2 separate regions of the Arachis hypogaea genome follow, and region 1 is linked to region 2. The links are chromatin contacts, called in public Hi-C maps. All regions are on one chromosome and are shown on one strand. The core of a region is the stretch at or near the end of the contact, and the rest is flanking DNA. Distances in the headings are between cores, read along the strand shown. Region 1 holds the start of LOC112796601 (receptor-like protein kinase HSL1). Region 2 holds the start of LOC112796599 (pentatricopeptide repeat-containing protein At5g67570, chloroplastic).

Evidence for each region. A called contact is a pair of places that touch in the nucleus more often than the background predicts.
Region 1: a contact with region 2 is called in a Hi-C map of leaf, with 4 times the contacts expected there. The contact joins the promoter of LOC112796601 here to the promoter of LOC112796599 in region 2. A contact is called at or near these places in 2 of 8 Hi-C or Micro-C datasets (leaf and an unstated tissue).

Annotation. Positions count from the first base shown.
Region 1 is chr4:30,450,832-30,453,531 of arahy.Tifrunner.gnm2.J5K5, reverse strand. It overlaps LOC112796601 (receptor-like protein kinase HSL1), which reads right to left and starts at 1,261. Exons shown (of 2, transcript XM_072235476.1): 1 at 1-1,261.
Region 2 is chr4:30,122,238-30,124,937 of arahy.Tifrunner.gnm2.J5K5, reverse strand. LOC112796599 (pentatricopeptide repeat-containing protein At5g67570, chloroplastic) reads left to right here and starts at 1,399. Exons shown (of 11, transcript XM_025839134.3): 1 at 1,399-2,036.

The sequences.
Region 1 (2,700 bases), core at 12-2,511, 330 kb before region 2:
GTTATGCGAAATCCTCAAATCAGACAGATTATAAGCAAGGGATACCAAATTTGAAACTGAACCAGACAATGTATTAGAATTAAGCTCGATTAAATGCAAATGAGGCAAACCCCAAAGTGCATCATGTACCTTTCCAGACAAGTTATTGTTCCCAATTCTAACCCTCCTCAGGCTCGTGCAATTTCCGAGGCTCTCCGGAATTTTCCAGGAAAAAAAATTGAACAACATGAGCAACTCCTCCAACTTTCCCCACCGGCACAAACCCGCCGGCAACTCGCCGGAAAAACGGTTAAAAGAGACGTCGATGATCTGTAACAGCGAGTTACTACCGAGTTCACTCGGCAAGCTCCCAACGAGTTCGTTTCTAAACAAACCCCTCGGCAACGCGCCGGTGAGCGCGTTTTCATATAATTCAATCTGGAACACGCTATTCAACCCCGATAACGATTCTGGTATCTCTCCGGTGAATTTGTTCTTTGAGAGGTCGAGATTCTCGAGGCGCCTGAGGTTTCCAATGGAATTCGGGATTGGACCTATGAGGTTGCAACCCGAGTGCCAGAGTTCTTTGAGGTTGGCGAGTTGAGTTGACTTGGGAGCTGACTCGGCGCAAAGGAGTTGTATGCTAAATGAAGGACCTTGAGTGACGTCATGTTAGTTAACGAGTTCGGGAATGGTCTGCTGAGGAAGTTGTTGACTAAGTCAAGTAACACGAGGCGGTGAAGAGTTTGGCTGAGTTGAGCGAGAATGTCGCCGGAGAGGTTGTTGAAGGAGAGGTCGAGGTGGCGGAGGGCGGTGAGGAGGGAATGGTTCCAACGAGAGTGTTTTGGGAGAGGTCGAGGTGTCGGAGACGGCGGCAGGCAGAGAGGGATTGAGGAATGGTGTCGGAGATGAAGTTGCCGGGGATGGAGAGGGTGGTGAGTGCGGGCAGAGGGGGATGGCTAGGAGTGAGCCGTTGAGAGTGCAGAGGGGAGTGACGGTGATGGTTACGGGAGTTGTGGTGGCGTTGCGGCACGTGACACCCCACCAATGGCACGGGGTTGTGTGACTTGTGTCTGAAGGGTTCCATGAAGAGAGTGAGTTGTCAAGGTCGGTTAGGTGGTTCTTGAATTGGAGTAGAAGGAGGCCTTCATGGTTTAGTGAGAGAGCTGGTTGTGAACAAAAGAACAAGAGGAGGAAGGTGGTCATGAAACTGAAAGGAAGCATTACATTATGAGTAACTATAACTGGTTAATTTGTTGGTTAGTGTCGTCGGAGGAAGAACAAGAGTAGAATTTTTTACTTTTTTTTTTATAGTAGTGCTAAGCTACCAACTTTTTATCTGTCAAAATCTGCTAATTTGAATTGGGCTGAACATGAAGTCTATCTATTAAATAAAGCCACATCTAAGTTAATCATGGTTTAATCTTAATTTATCACGTGTTGATAATAGTTGGCAGACTCTCTCTTGGTAACGTATACTTTTCTTTTTTTTATTGTGACTGGTGAATATCAAGGAAAAATGAGAAGATGGGCGAAGTGGGTTTGGTGTTATTTTGCATGGGAAAAGAAAGACGGAAAAAAACTTGGAAAGGATCAAGAGATGTGGGCCGTGGGCCCCATTGTGTTCCTATTTTTGTCTGTAAAATTATCTACATTATTTTCGTGTTTTTTTTGGGAAATAATGGAGATTTAGAGAGTATTAGAGATATAACCATTAGTGATATTGTTTTTCATCTGGTGAAATTTTTAGGATGAGTGGTATCATGACATGGTATTAGAGCTCTAGATTCAAAAAGTCAAAAATTCATTTCTTGGTGAATCCCAAAATCAGCTCAAGGTTTTGAAAAGATGTATGTGTGATGTTTATTTTATAACTCAATAACTCATTATACACATTGTACAAATAATCTATTGACTCTTTTTGATATTTTTGTTTTGAGTATTTAAAATGTTGATAAAAAATAAAATAAAACAGTAAATAACTTTAATAATTTATCGTTAATATTATAAAAATGAATAATATATATAATTATATAAATATCATGTTTTTTTTTCTGTTTTCGGTTTTTAAAGATTAAAAAGAGGTGGTTTAACAAGTGAGTACAAATTTGAGGATAAATGTAAAGCAAATTTATTACTCCTTCTTGTTTGTTATTTATGGGAATGATTAAATTTAGGAATTTTACACATTTAACATGTTTTAATAAAAATAAATATTTTTTATATTTATTATGTAGATTATTATTTAAAAATAATATAATTAGACGACAATATAAAATATTTTATACTATTAATATATTAAAATTAAATTCATAAAATAAATTTAAAATTTATATATTTTAAAATTCTCAAAACAATTATATATTTACATATTATTATTTGTCTTGTTGCTAATACAGCAAAATTATATTAAACATATTTTATTTTATATATTAAAATTAAGTTCATAAAATTTGTGTATTTAAATTTGTTTTAAAAATAAATGTGTTCTAAAATTGATTGTTCTATCTTTAATTTTGTTAATATATCATTACTGACAAGATAATTTTAAAATTATTTTAAATATTAAAGACTTAAATAAAATAATTTAAAAATTAAAAATAATTTTAGAATTTACATCAATCATTAGAAACAAAAATAATATTTTTTAATTTAATAAAAATTTTACTCTTCACACAAAAAAAAAAGTAATCTCTAATATTTATCTACATTTAATATAAG
Region 2 (2,700 bases), core at 150-2,649:
CGCCTTTTAAGGTGGATAACCGTTCCTTTATCTTAGGGAGGTTGAGATATGGCTCTTGAAAGTGGGTAGAGAGATTTTAGGGGCAGTTACTCATTTGAATGAGTGATTATCTACCAGCTAATCTTCGTCCCCGACTTCTTTAGGGCTAGTCGTGGTAAGAACCGACTTCGTAGGGAGGAGGTCGGTACAAGGCAAAGCTCAACCCTTTTGGGCTGGGCCTTATCGTTGGGTTAGGGTATGAACAGTTATTATCATTTAGTATATTATTTGGACCAATTCTAATACTTAAATATTTAAAAATAGATTTTTAACGTATAAATAATATTTTTTGAATTACCTAAATCTTTTAATATAAATGATTTAATATTGTTTGAACAAACTAAAAATTAAAAAATAAGATTAATATTTCTTTTAAGAATGATTGTTATCAAAATTATAAATACATAATAAAAATTTAGAGTACATCAAAATAGTACCATAATAAAAAATTTAAATATTAAATTAATAGTGTAAATTTTTTAAGTGAATAATTAACAATAATAATACACTGTATTATAGATATATCATATATGTAACTTAGTATATTAGAAATAATTGAAAGTTTACTAAGTATGAATTAAAGCTTTTAAAAAATGATAATTTATACCCATTAATATTATCACAGTTTTATCTATTACTTAAATTTAGACCAATTTTACTATTATTATGAGTATTTGAATGTTTAAAAGCAAATCTATTATTGGTATGAGATTAACATATTTTTAAAATCTATTAATGTATTCAATAATATTAATAAGAGATGAGATGAGAAGCCAATGAGTAATAGTTTAAATGGCATAATTTTCTCATATTCATTTAAGAGATTGCGGGTTTGAGTCTCCTATCTTTGATAAAAAAAAAAGAGATGAGATGAAAAGAGAAAAAATGGGTAAGAGGCGAAAGATAACAAGTAAAAAAGTAGCCAAGTGGAGCAACGAAAATTTTTTAGAGATGAATAACTGACATTAAATAAAAAAGTTAATTAGAAAGGAAAATACTGAAAAAAAATTTTGGACACTAAATCTATATATTACCATTATATATTATTATAGGGGACACTCTAGTGTACAGATATGAGTGGTATAGAGAGAGAATATAATTTTTTTTATAGTTATTTTTTATTATTTTATTATTATTCAAAATATAGGTCCTACCTTTATTAATCTCTCTTTTATTCTATTAAAAAAAATCTATAAACTTACATCTTTATCATATAATTTACCTTCTTGTATATATATAACTAACAACTATATATAACCGGTTCGATGTAGTTGAACTAGAAATTGAAAATGTGGATTAGGGGAATTAGAGCATCCGCTGCAATCATAATTATTAGATTCGACTTGACTTGGTCAGTTCAACTGAAAACTTAGTTATTCGGCCGAGTCGTGCCATCTTTTAAACTGCTTAAGCATCAGACCCACAAAAAATCGACTTGGGTCGTTCGTGTTTAAGAAAAACTGGTGATCCGGTTGGTTTTCATAACCCGGTCCGACCGGTCCGAGTTATGCTTAATTTGTTTTTAGAAGAAAAAATGACGTCGTTTTCTAGTAAAGGAAAGCCAAAATCCAAATCTGCTCAGTGAACGTCTCCTTCCTCTTCCTCTTGCACCCACCAGGGCACTCCTCAGTGTCTTAGTCTCGTCACTCTCTTACTAAGCTGAAGCTTTCTTATCTCTCTCACTGAGTCACCGTCGCCCTCGCACTCAAGTTCTCTCGTGTCCGGTCTCTCACTCAAGCTCGTCGTTCGCTCTCTGTCTCGTCACTGTCTTGCCGTCAGCGCGCGCCTTCCCGGCGCTCGTCGTCGCCGGCGGCAGAAGCATCAGGTGCCGGGGCTGGTCGTCGTTGTCGCTCTTTGCCTCGTCACCGTCTCGCACTCAGTCCCGCGCCTTCCCTACGATTGTCGTCGCCGGCGGCAGAAGCAGCACGTCCCGGGGCTAGTGGTCGTCGTCTTCTTCTTGCTTCGAGCCTCGCCGTCAGCAGCTGGTCCCCGATTTGGTGAGTTCTATCAAATTCCCTGTTCTTTCTTGCTCAATTTTTTTTGCTGTAAATCATCTCTGCACCTTTATTTTGTTGCTGAAAGTTGAATTTGTTGCTGAAAATATCACTGAGTTGAATTGTTTACTGATTATCATCACTGAACCTTGAATATGATGCTGTCTTGTTGAAAAAATCACCCAGCTAAATTTTTTGTTGATGTAAACCTTGATTTTGTTGCTGAAAGTTTAATTTGTGGCTGAAAATATCACGGAGCTAATTTTTTTGTTCCTTGAATCTGTTGCTGTCTTGTTGAAAAAATTACCTAGCTAAATTTTTTGTTGATGTAATTCATCACTGCACCTTGATTTTGTTGCTAAAAGTTGAATTTGTTGCTGAAAATATCACTGAACTAATTTTTTTGTAGCTTAAAATCATCGCTGAGTTGAATTTGTTACTGATTATCATCACTGAAGCTTGAATCTGTTGTTGTCTTGCTGAAGTAATCACTTAGCTAAATTTTTTGTTGCTGTAAATCTGTAAATCATCTTTTGAGCTAAATCTTTTGTTGCTGAAATTATCATAGTTGAATTTGTTGTGAAAACTGAGGTTCATGCTCTCTGCAACTCAGAATAAAATTGTTGTTCCCATGCTCTTTTTTTTATGCTAGAATTTTAAAAATGTC